Regions from separate parts of the Macaca mulatta genome. Here region 1 is linked to region 2. Evidence: chromatin contacts called from public Micro-C data. All regions are on one chromosome and are shown on one strand. Each heading gives the region's core, a stretch centred on a gene start, on an enhancer-like site or on the middle of the called end of the contact. The rest is flanking DNA. Distances are from core to core; before and after follow the strand shown. Region 1 overlaps BCL2 (BCL2 apoptosis regulator). Region 2 holds the start of BCL2 (BCL2 apoptosis regulator).

The links. A called contact is a pair of places that touch in the nucleus more often than the background predicts.
Region 1: a Micro-C map of CD4 T cells shows a contact between it and region 2, with 8 times the contacts expected there. The contact joins the enhancer-like site here to the promoter of BCL2 in region 2. A contact is called at or near these places in 2 of 14 Hi-C or Micro-C datasets (CD4 T cells and fibroblasts).

The regions. Positions count from the first base shown.
Region 1 is chr18:17,739,921-17,746,495 of T2T-MMU8v2.0, reverse strand. All of the region lies in intron 2 of BCL2 (BCL2 apoptosis regulator), which reads right to left. Among named protein-coding and RNA genes, the nearest start is that of BCL2, 170 kb to the right of the region's middle. Within about 2 kb of position 4,240, at least 5 of the 40 cell types and tissues checked have an H3K27ac peak or open chromatin away from gene starts, as enhancers often do. A contact at or near this core is called in CD4 T cells, where this site is marked.
Region 2 is chr18:17,567,743-17,574,145 of T2T-MMU8v2.0, reverse strand. BCL2 (BCL2 apoptosis regulator) reads right to left here and starts at 1,992. Exons shown (of 3, transcript XM_028838050.2): 1 at 1,716-1,992; 2 at 618-1,494. The coding sequence starts at 1,208.

The DNA.
Region 1 (6,575 bases), core at 2,991-5,490, 170 kb before region 2:
CACCCCTATTCCTCGGGCAACGGAATCATACATCACTCAAGATGAGTGTGTTATTCCCTTTTGACGCCCCCAGGAGATATTTCTTATATCTCCCAGAATACCCTCTTGAACCAAAAGTTTCCACATTTAAGTCATTTCTCAGAATGTTTCCTTCTCCATGCCCGACCCCTCCCTGCTTGGAAAATGCACAGAAAATCCATCAGTCATTTTTGGGTTATCAGACTGTGACAAATTTGTTTTTCAAGCTTCAGAAGATTGCTAAACTGGGCTTTCCCCCCCACCATTTCAGATAACTCAAAACTGGTTTGGATCCGTGACATCAACCTTGGCATGTATGAAGAACGAGGAATGAGGACTTTGCCTTGTTTGGAACCAAAGAGAAGAATATCCATTTTCTCTCTCTCTCTCTTTTCCATTTTTATTAAGTCAGTATTTTTTCCTTTTAGCCAGATGATGTACACTTTTAACATTCCAGGAAAAAAGTGTCAGTGATATGCAAGTCATAATAAAAGAAAATCAAAAGAAATGCAATTACAAAGGACAGGGAACTGTATCATTTTTAATATAAAATGCCCAGAGGAAAATCTAATTTAAAAAATTACCAGCACCATATAAATGAGAAGAGAATATAAGAAAACATTTGTTATTTTAAAAATTAGCTTAATCCTTAATGTTTCTGGCTCTTAGACTTTCATTTTTATTTTTAAAGGCCAAAAATGGTCTTTCGGTGCTGATCAGGAGTAAACCTCTCAATGATGCAATGAGATACTGTGAAGTGGCAACGAATTTCCGTGGCCTCTGGCCTGCTGCCTGGAATGTAATAGGGGGAAAAAAACCCAAAACGGTTGTTAAATAAAAACAGTGAACAAACAGTGAGGATGAAATAATAACCTTCTCATTCTCACTATTATAGAGGTATCTATTACAAACAAAAACAAATATTCACATGGCACGCTGTTGTTAAGAAAGTGCTTCCGTATATATCATCTGGTGTGGTCCTCCCAACAAGCCACAGAGAAGTTATTAGTGCTGTCACCCCTCTTTCACAGATGACCAAGAATACGTAACTTTTCCAAGGACACCTAGTTAATCAATGATGAAACCAGAACTCAAACCCAGAATTCTGTCATAAAATATTCTGCCTTTCTACTCAATCACGTGACTCCCTAAATGTAGCTGCGACTCCCAGCTAAAGGGCCTTTCCGGAACCACTAAGTCATAAGTGTGCATGGAGCAGCGACGTGCTTATGCTGACACCTCTATCTCTTTGATAACGTTTACATGATGAGAAAAGAACCAAGCTCATTTATGTCAGAAGTCCACAATGTTTTTGGCACCAGAGATGTGTTTTGTGGAGGACAATTTTTCCACGAATGGGGTGGGGGATCATTTCGGGATGAAACTGTTCCAACACAGATTATCAGGCATTTGGTTTCCATAAGGAGCGCACAACCTAGATCCCTCGTGTGCACAGTTCACAATAGGGTTTGTGCTCCTAGGAAAACCTAATGTCGCCACTGGTCTGACAGGAGCCGGAGCTCAGGCAGTGATGCTCGCGAGCTGCTCACCTCCTGCTGTGCGGCCCGGTTCCTAACAGGCCACAGACCCATACCGGTCCCGGGCTGTACGTATAAGTTGTAACTGCTGGCTTGTGCCAGACAATTTTCGCTTGTTCTGTCTCTGTTTCTCTTCTAGCCCAGCGAGATGTCATTCTGCTACCCTCAACTCATGTGAGGGGAAGCTGAAACTATTCACGTATTTACAGGGAGAGTCCAAATAACCATGCAGTAACCCAGCCTTCCTTTCAAACTCTTTGCTTGATGGAATCACCAATTTTCATTTCAGGCCTGAAAAATAACACTGTTATGACAGTGACCGGCAGAGGATTAACAGTGAAGAAGAGAGATGTCACCAATAATACTGATTTCTAACCCTTTCTCTAGTTTTTGCTTGGACCAAACACAGTGCTTAACTATACGGCTCTCTACAGAAAGGTTTCTCCTGACATGAGGCGTTTATTTATTTATTTATTTATTTTGAGACAGAGTCTCCCTCTGTCAGTTACCCAGGCTGGAGTGCAGTGGTGCGATCTTGGCTCACTGCAGCCTCTGCCTCCTGGGTTCAAGCAATTCTCCTGCCTCAGTCTTTCTGAATGGCTGGGATTATAGGCACCCACCACCATGCCTGGCTAATGTTTGTATTTTTTTGTAGAGATGGGGTTTCACCATGTTGGCCAGGCTGGCCTCAAACTCCTGACATCAAGTGATCCTCCTGACTCGGCCTCCCATAGTGCTAGGATTACAGGCGTGAGCCACGGCGCCCGGCCTGACATGAGGCTTTTAGGTACAGAAAGAGAAGCTTCCTTTGTCCAGATGCAATTTTCCCCCATTTTGCTTGGGTCAGCCTGAAAATGAAAGAGAGTGATCTGGTGGCAAGACGGCTAAGATTTCTCTTCTCTTCTTCAGCAACACCCAGCTCAAGAGTGGACACCGGTGAATGCATTCTGCTCCTATCATCAATCGCTGTGGGCCCAGGAGGGCTGGAAGAAAAGCAGAAAAATCACTTTTTTGCTCAGCGGGCATTGTGATGGTTTTTCTTCTTTTATTGCTATGTGTATCTTCTCCTGTTTTTCTTTCCCTCTGCATCTGAGGTTACCATTCCCCACTTTCTCTCCACATTTTCTTGGCTCCCTCCAGTTTTCTCTGGAGTGACATTCCCCTTCCTCTGTGAAACCATCACCTCTATGTATTTCCTGTGTCCCACGAGCCTGCCACAAGTTCTAGAATTAGACTCTGCTCAGCCTTCCCGTGAGCTGTTTTAGTCTGATATTCCAGCAGTCTCCACGTAGGAAAAAAGAAGTCGATTTAAATATGAATTCCTCTAAAGCTGAAGCTTAGCTAACATATTCTGGAGACCTTCTGGCAGAAAAATGTCCAGAAATATTGGACTGTAACATAAGATCTGACGCTTAAGAATGAGTTATCAGGTTTGGGGGTGAGAGGGGGTATTGGGTCTCCAACCTCCACTGGGCTAGTCCTGTCATATTTTTCTAGCATGACAGGCAACACTCTTCAAAGGTTACTAAACCGTGCCTCCACTGAGAAGGAAAATGGGACTCTTCACACTGAGCTCTCTGTGTACCTTCAACAAATGACTTCTGAAGTCATCTTGGTCTCCTCTTCTATAATGCAATCAGGGGCATTCCCTGCTTCTCTTTAATCTCTCTAATTACTAAAACAAATTTTCCCCTCCTTGTGTTTTTTTTCTATAAATTGGCCTCATAGATTGGTCAAATTTATCTGTCCAGATTTCCCCCCAAAATTCCCTTCTCCACACTGACTGCGGTGACCCTAAGCTGCTTTTTTGCCTATTGCCAGGCTACCTCCCCCAACACCAATCTACCCTGCAACTGACTAACATCTAACCCAGCAGAAATTACTGGGCATCTGTAACATGACTGGCATGATCAAAACCCTGGGGTGGATTCAGAGAAAAATGCAACTATTCCTCTCCTCTATGAGGTCAGGAGCAAGCAATACAAGCAAGAATGTCCTGGTGGCAGAAGGGGTGGCCATGATGGTTCAGAGGGTTCAGACAAGGGAGAGTTCACTCTGGCAAGTCCCTCATCACAGATGAGGGCCTGGGGGCGAGGGGAGGGAACAGCACAGGCTAGAGGGGGAGGATAAAGGTATGCATAGGGAATGCTAATGGCTTGGCCTGACTTTGTGGGTTTCAAAACACAATCTCATGGAAAAGATACTTGAAATGAAAATCAGAGCTTATTAATTTTCTGTAGGCCCAACCCAATTTCTCATAGTTCTCAGTCATGTGGGTACATGCTAGTTTCCTTGGCAGCCTAAGATAAAGCTCTTAATGTGATGTGAGTCCCTTAGAGATTAGTATTATTATAAATATAAATGTTCAAACACAAGCAAGTTGAAACCAAATGCCCCCCAAACACTGGCTTTCTGTTATATGAAGGTTTCCAGTGGTGCACTGAACCCTTGGATAAATGAGCTAGAAAACAGAGAGTTAAATGGGCTCATTGGCTAAATCTCATGGCCAGCCTCCTTTGCTGGAGGGAAGAAGGAAACTTAGTAGCTGCTCCCTACCTATTTAATCTACAGCAGTTGGCAGGACAGTTTTGGATGACAATCAGAGAAATACTCTCAGAACTTCAAGTAGGGGATTGAGTCGGGGATCCAAGACCCTGATCAAAACAGAGGGTCTTTACTCAAAGCCAACCTGCAAACATCTTGTTCTTACTGCTTTGTATGACTTCCAAGAGACTCACTAACAACTAGTCATAAATAGACATCAAGGAGTTTGTTTATCTAACTAAGAGAAAACAATGTTTGAGTTCTTTAGAAACATGCATTTGACACCACACCAATGTGCTGCTCTGGGAGCAGAATCAGAGCCTGCTTCCTTGGGGCTGGTGTTTTGATGTGGTCATTATTTGCTCAGCAGAGCCTCTACTTGGCAACACCTCGTTTGCCCAATTCTAGGTATTTGAAATTTTAAAAACATATCTCTTTTAAGAAAATTCTAAAATGAAAGAGTTTTTTAAAAATTAATTTGTAAATACCTTCCCCAAAGTTATTCTAAAATGCCTGAGACTTTAAAGAACCATACCTAAGTCAAGTCTGGTGAGGGCAAACAGACATGACAATGACCAAATCTATTCTTTAATTTTCTAACATTTGTGTACAAAGCCAAACAATCAACATACATACCGAGTGCTACTCCTAAATCTTCTTGCAACTAAAAAATAAAGGGCCAACCAAGTATTCCCAGGAGGCAAAACAAGCACATGTGCTTGTCCTCAGTGCCTACTAGAGCCTCCTTTTCTCCTGGAAGACATGATGACTTGGGTTGGGTGAAATTGTACACCACCTATGATAGCAGGATGCCGGGTTGATCAGGTGATAATGCTTCACCATATCTTCAATTTTTGTATTTTCCACCTATTTGATAATGGGTCCTTCAGCAGAGACGACAAGACGCAAGTATATCCACATAACCTCAGCTCAGATTTCTGACAGCCTCCAGCTTGCTTGCATGAATATCCACTGCCTGCCCAGTCTCTCTCATCTGAGAAAACTATTTGACTCAGCCTTTGCCTCTGCCTCTCACTTTTCACCCTCTCCAGAATGCTCACATCTCACCCATGCTAGTAGCATTGGAGAGGAAAGAGCACAAACATTAGAATCAGACAGATCTGTGCTTGAACCATAACTCTGCAAATTACTAGCTTCGTCAGTGAGTTGAACGAGTTATCGGTTCTCCTCTCCTTCTCTGCAATGCTTAAATCTAACTCATGTTGGATGAGTTCTTTAACTTCTCTGAGCCTAAATTTATGAATTCATAAAACAGAGAAAATAAAAGGCTGTAGTTGTAGAGTGGTCAGGAGGATGAAATGACTTCTGTGAAGTGCCTGGCAGCAAAGGGGCTAAGATGCAGTCATGACTCCCTCTCATTCCTCTCTCAGTTTTTCACTGAACTGTCAGAGATGGCAATTTTCCTTTCCTAGGTACCTTCTTTATTTACAAGGAGCTTACAGGAAATGCATATATGAAAAAGAGTTGTGTGAAACCTTTGAAGCCAGTAAAGCCCTTTTTGCAGAGTCTATAATTTTTAATTTTAGGATCTTATTTTCTAACATTATTAGTCAAGGTAAGTTCTTAAAGAAAAAAAATTCAAACGAAACTCAATACCTGTATACTATTAGCTATGGGCCTGGAAGTAGAGTTCTGGAGTTAGCAGAAGGGATTTCTTGAAATCACCAGGGCAGAGTGGCCAGCCAAATCCTGAGACTCATCAAGGCAGGATTTCCTACCCAACAGCAAGCACATCAGACCTTGTACTAAGCCATGAGGTCCCCACCTGGAATGCTCCATCCAGAATTCTCTACACAGACCTGGCTACTCCAAAAAGCCAATGCTGGGTCCAGAGGGGGGCAGCTGAGACAGGACAAAGTAGGTTTCTAGAAGACAATGATGACTCTGGGAAGGGCAGGCCTGAATGTGGATTTTGGGACATTCATGAAGTCTTAATAGTACAGACCTTTCTAGGTTAAGCTTAATAGGTTAAGCTACAACCCTATTGTGGAGCCTTTAGGCTGATGACTCTTGAATCTCGTTCGAGCCTCAAACCCTAGTTTGCAACCAAATAGATCTGCATAGCCATCAGGTACATCAAACTCAACACAGCACAAAGGGAACTGATTACTCCTTCCCAAAATCTGCCTCTAAGGGTCCAATCAGCCCCCTTGACAGCCCTCAGCCTACATCCTAGCAGAAAAACTGGGGTGATCCTCAGCTCCTTCCTCTTCTCTTCCTATGGACACACCATCACTGTCATCCCCACCTTACATAAGTCTCCTAGGATGTCTCCTCTTTCCGATCTTACTGAAACCACTTCTGTTCACCCCACTGCATGGCTTACCTAGACAGTGGCAAGGAGCTCCGAACTGATCTTCCCTCATCTTGCCCCATTCGGCTTCCCTCTGGAGTATTCCCAGGGGGTCTGCTAGACCCACAAAGCAGTTGTATCCCTCTCTCTTATCCAAATGC
Region 2 (6,403 bases), core at 743-3,242:
AGGACTTTGGAATGTCAACTTAGCTCTTTACAAACACAACTAAGTTTTCCAGGGAAAAAGACTTACATTGGTTTTCCTCTTTCAGAAAATTTTACCGAGTGATGATGCCCTTGGTTTTCTGTGGAGTCTATTCTTCGAATTAGGTTGTTCTCAAATTTTAGTGTACAAGGGGCTTGTTTCAGAGGAGCTTGTTTGGGATGCAGACTGTCAAGACCCAACCTGGCATCTGGTTCAAAAGCAGTCCCTGAAACCTCCCTCTGGTTCCAACAAGCTGCTCAAGCCAGGAAACGGTGGTCCTGGGGACTCCTGGACCTCCAGCTTGAGAAACACCGAAGGGGGTACCATTTACCACCACATCCCACTGGATTACAAACGCTGGCTCTTTGGATCTCCACGACTAGCAAGCAAGTTAAAGACTTAGATGGCAGGCGTTATCGGTCAGGTGGGGAGGGAACGCTTTATCCAGAGGAAGAGGTAATGACGCCGGGAAGCAACAACCCTGATTTTATTTCGCCGGCTCCACAGCCTCCCCTTGCCCCAGGAGCCCACCCGCACTCCAACCCCCGCACCTCGAACCTGTGGCCCCAGCCCAGACTCACATCACCAAGTGCACCTACCCAGCCTCCGTTATCCTGGATCCAGGTGTGCAGGTGCCGGTTCAGGTACTCAGTCATCCACAGGGCGATGTTGTCCACCAGGGGCGACATCTCCCGGTTGACGCTCTCCACACACATGACCCCACCGAACTCAAAGAAGGCCACGATCCTCCCCCAGTTCACCCCGTCCCTGAAGAGCTCCTCCACCACCGTGGCAAAGCGTCCCCGCGCGGTGAAGGGCGTCAGGTGCAGCTGGCTGGACATCTCGGCGAAGTCGCGGCGGTAGCGGCGGGAGAAGTCGTCACCGGCCTGGCGGAGGGTCAGGTGGACCACAGGTGGCACCGGGCTGAGCGCAGGCCCCGCGGCGGCGGCGGCGGCGGGGGCAGCCGGGGTCGGCAGCGGCGAGGTCCTGGCGACCGGGTCCCGGGACGCGGCGGGATGGGGCGTGTGCCCGGGCTGGGAGGAGAAGATGCCCGGTGCGGGGGCGGCCCCAGGGGTCGCCGCGCCCACATCCCCCGCATCCCACTCGTAGCCCCTCTGCGACAGCTTATAGTGGATGTACTTCATCACTATCTCCCGGTTATCGTACCCTGTTCTCCCAGCGTGCGCCATCCTTCCCAGAGGAAATGCAGCAGGGGCCAACGGCACCTCTCGCCCCAGCTCCCACCCCACGGCCCCCAAAGAAAGAAGAGGAGTTATAATCCAGCTATTTTATTGGCTGTGCTTTGCATTCTTGGACGAGGGGGTGTCTTCAGTCACGCGGAACACTTGATTCTGGTGTTTCCCCCTTGGCATGAGATGCAGGAAATTTTTATTTCAATTCCTTTCGGGTCTTTATTTCATGAGGCACGTTATTATTAGTAAGTATTGTTAATATCAGTCTACTTCCTCCGTGATGCTGAAAGGTTAAAGAAAAAACAAACTAATAAGTAAAAAATCAGGTGCATTTCCCTGTATACACAGAGTGAAAGCAGGGCATACACACTACAAGTAACACGGCTAAAAAGAATGTATTAAACTGCCTGGAAATTAAATTTACTCGAATGCACGCTAAGTAAAAAATCTCAAATGTTTCCATTGAAAGTTACATTAAACCAATTTCCTGTGCAGAGAACTTACTTGTATTTTTTAAGAACAGCATGATCCTCTGTCAAGTTTCCTTTTTTGTAAAACCAAAACAAATGCATAAGGCAACGATCCCATCAATCCTCAGCACTCTTCGGTTATAGCTGCTTTGAAACTTCCCAATGAATCAGGAGTCGAGGGGGAGAGGGAGTAAAAATTAGGAGGATTTCCAGATCGATTCCCAGACTTCTGCTTCACAGAAATGTCAATCCACAGGAATCCCAACCGGAGATCTCAAGAGCTCGAGAAAAAAAGGCAGCGGCGGCGGCAGATGAATTACAATTTTCAGTCCAGTATTCGCAGAAGTCCTGTGATGTTTTCCCCTTCTCGGCAATTTACACGCGCGCACACACGCGCGGGCACAGGCATGAATCTCTATCCACGGGACCGCTTCACGCCTCCCCAGGAGAGAGACAGGGGAGGGGGAACGCTGAAGGAGCCGAGAACGGGGGCAGGAATCCTCTTCTGATTAAACTCCGAACAGCAAATGCGTTTTCCGAAAAGCTGCTGGATAAATGAAGGCAGGACTCGCCTGGCCCGCCGGTGCCGAGCGCTAGAAGCCCGCGCTGTGTGTGGTGCTGCGAGGGGTGGGGAGAAGGAGGTGGTGGGGGAGGGTTTTATTTTTTCCCTCTTTTCCTAAAAAGGATGACTGCTACGAAGTTCTCCCCCCTGGACCCCCTCTTCCGCTGCACCCCACCGGCGCACCCCGCCTCCGGGCTGCGCACCCTTTCTCCTCCTCCTGCTCCTGCGCGGCGGCGCTGGCGGCGGCCGCCTCCCGGAGCTCCCGCCGCGCAGCCCGCTCCGAGCGCTGACGGCCGCGGGCGGGGAGGGCCCGGCGCCCCTGCACCTTCGCTGGCAGCGGCGGCGGCGGCAGCGCGGCGGGGCCACGGAGAGCGGCGGGCGGGAGCGCGGCGGGCGGGCGGACGGCGCGGAGGGGCGGGCGCGGGAGGAAGGGGGCGGGCGCGGGGCGGGGGTGCCTGTCCTCTTACTTCATTCTCTGCACAGCCCGACCGGTTTCCTGTGCGTAACGTCACACGGTTCATTCAAAAAAAGAAGAAAGAAAGAGCCCTCCTCTGAGCCACCCGACCGCCCCCTCCGCCCCGCTCCCTGGCCCGGGTTAAAGGCGCCGCGGCCGGCCCGGGAGTGGCGCGTCCAGCCGGGGGCACATGGCGCGCGGGGCCGCGGACGGGGAGGGCGCGCCCAGGCCGGCCACCCGCCCGCTCAGCTGCGCCCGCGGGGCCCGGCCGGTGGGTGGCGCGGACGGCGCAGGCCTCCCGCGCGGCCGCGGCGCGGTGGGTGTGCGCGGGGCCTTCTGCTCAGGCCTGCGGCGGGCGGGGCGCGGACTCGGTGGTCGCCGGGGTCCACGACGGGGTGGGGGCTCCCGGGGAACCGCACGCGGCCGGGCCGGGCGGGCGACGGAGCGCGGAGGGGGGCTGCTGGCGGGAGGGTGCGCCATGAAAACAAGGGCTGGAAAAGCGCCGGGAACTGCCTGGACCCTTCCTAGCCGTGTGTGTGGAGTGTGTGTGTGTGTGTGTGTCGCCTGGACCTTTTCTAGCCGTGTATGTGGGAGTGTGTGTGTCGCCTGGACCCTTTCTAGCCGTGTATAGAGTGTGTACACGCGCCTACACACACACACACACGCCGTGTTACCAGCGCTCGGCCGCCTGGGGAAGACCCAGGCCAATGCCGCGCCCCGAGCAGTGGGACCTCAGCGCTGCCCTGCCGTGAAGAGAGGCGACTCTGCACATTTTAAGCAATGTCTAGGGAAGCCCCGAGCGTGGTGTTCACTTTCAAGTGGCTTCCTAGGTGTCCGCGCACTACACACGCGCGCGCATCCCCGCCCGTGCCCACCTGAACACTTAGTCTGTGGCCCAAGCCATGCAGAACTCAGCGCGCCAGGGAAGGGGTTTATCAAGGGCTTTACGATAGTTTAAGTCAATGATTTTCCTCTGTCCCTAACACGTTTTGCACTGCTTTAGTGCTACACGATGAGGAGTTCTACATAGTAACTTTCAGGCCCACCGTCCTAACGCTGGGGTGGGTGGGCTCCTAAAGGTCTCCACCTTTGCCTGGTAGCCAATCCTAGGTGGCCGCACTTTCTCAAATGAGGTACGTAGATACACACTTACACATCCACACTCGCAGACGTGTGTACTCGCAAGCAGACAGTTTTAAATTCATCAGCATGAATAGCCCCTAGCAAAAAAGGACAAGAGGACAAACAAGTTGCACGTGTGTATTTTTATCTCCAAGAGTCTTTGACAAAGCACCAAGAAAAGAAAGAAAAAGGTTTTCTAGAAGCACAGTGGCTTACTTAATAGGGTTTGAGTGCAAATATATAGGGACACGGAATTATTGTGGTCAAGAAAGATGACAAATGAGTACTATAATGTGTACATATATGCTCTGACATCTTTTTTTTTTTTTTTTTTTTTTTTTTTTGAGACAGAGTCTTGCTCTGTCCCATCACCGAGGCTGGAGTGCAGTGGTGCGATCTCAGCTCACTGCAACCTCTGCCTCCCGGGCTCAAGCAATTCTGCCTCAGCCTCCTGAGTAGCTGGGATTACACATGCACATCACCACGCTCTTCTAATTTTTGTATTTTTAGTAGAGACGGGATTTCACCATACTGGCCAGGCTGGTCTCGAACTCCTGACCTTATGATCTGCCTGCCTCGGCGTCCCAAAGTGCTGGGATTATAGACATGAGCCACTGGCCTGACATCTTCTTTGTCTCATTCCTACTATAAAATCAAAACATTCTTTAAAAAGCCAAAAAAGCACACCAAATTCTTTAGTTTTTTTGTGTGTGCGGTTTGTTTTTTTTTTTTCTCTAAGAGATGGTTCTTGCTATATTGCCCAGGCTGGACTTGAACTCCTGGGCTCAAAGGATTCTCCCACCTCAGCCTCATGAATAGCTGGGACTATATGCTATATGCACTGCCATCTCTCTTGGGTATTTTTATTTTATTTCTTCATTTATTGTATCCCATCAGCCCAACTGCTCTCACATAGGAATGGGTGCCTGGGTACAAATTTCTTATCCAGGCAAGAGGGGATGAAAAGAGATCCTCCTTCCTGTCCTTCTGATGGTTGGGACAGCGTCCCTTTTTGGCACGTGGGAGGTGTTCTGGTCTGGATAGGCACTGGGTATAGATTGACCTAGAGTATATGTTCTCACATAAATTCATGCCAGTTCCACAACATTATGGTTTAGAAATCTTGAAAGTGTATTTTAAAGCCCCAAAATTACCTAAGAGGAATTGAAAGGCTTCAGGCTCCTCATACTCAGCATATGAGTGAGGAAATGATAGGACAGACCTGCAAAAGAAACTGTACTTCTGCAAGTGGGCAGCCAGAAGGAAACGGATCCCCTATTCCCAGAGAAAGAAAAGCTTACTGATTTTGTCTTCCTTTGCTCCCATAGAGCCTCACTCTATGGATTTTCCCAGACTAATTCCTTATGTAGCATCTTGGCTATAATCAGTCTTGAGACGGATCTGTATTGCAGTCTTTGACTAGCGGTTATATATTCCCTGGGAATGTTCTAGATACTCTTTCAATTGAAAGAGTGAAACCATTCCTATGTTCAGATTCCATGTTTATTAGATTCCATTTTAAAGCATAAAGGCAAGTATTCCCAGGAAGTATGTGACATTGACTATTCGTCTTTGGACAATGCTGAGGTGGGGGAGCGAACACCAGCCTGAAGCAGGAGTAACTGGATTTGAATCCCAGATCTGTGCCTGAGACCTTCCAACAACCTTACAAACATATGCACAGTGGACTTTTCACTTTCCAAGATGTTTTCCACTTGTAAGAGCCAATGGATGACCCTTTTGGCAGCTTTGCCTGGTTGGATTCTACAAGTAGCGTGGTACCAGGAAGAGAAAAAAACAAGATGCAGGGAATGGAGATTGTATCAAGAGTCTGAACCGCCTGTGTTTTTTTTCCGTCTTCATTCCCCAGGCCACCAAACAAAAAGCTTTTTATTGCCAGTTTTCGCCACCTACTGGTTGTTTCACAGCGTTGTTCTCTTCATCCATCCAAGAAAGTTCTTTCATTCATCATCAGAATAAATGTTCCCCTAGTTTATGAAATTCAAAAGGTACACTATTCTAACACGAACATACTAATGTTTAATATAGGGATGTAACGGCCAGATGTGGTGGCTCATACCTGTAATCTCAGCACTTTGGGAGGCTGAGGTGGGTGGAATGCTTGAGGCCACGAGTTTGAGACCAGCCTGCACAACACGGCAAAAACCTATCTCCACAAAAAATACAAAAATTAGCCGGACATGATGGTATGTGCCTGTAGTCCCATCTACTCTGAAGGCTGAGATACGAGGACCACTTGAGCCCAGGAGGTGGAGGCTGTAGTGAGCTGTGATCACACCACTGCACTGCAGCCTGGGTGACAGACTGATACCCTGTCTCAAAAAAAAAAAAAAAAAATCAGAAAAAAAAAAACCGTGTGTGTGTATCAAATCTTTCCAGCTATGAAACTTTTTATTGAAAATGTAGGTAGAATGAGACTATTAACTGAGGATACTGATAACTAATAGGTCAGATGGAAGAGTAAACCATGGCCCCAACCTGAAATGGAAATTAATCCACAAATAGAATGAGCTGACTACAGACAGTAAAAACAAGTAGTCCATATAGTTTGCATAAAAGAAAA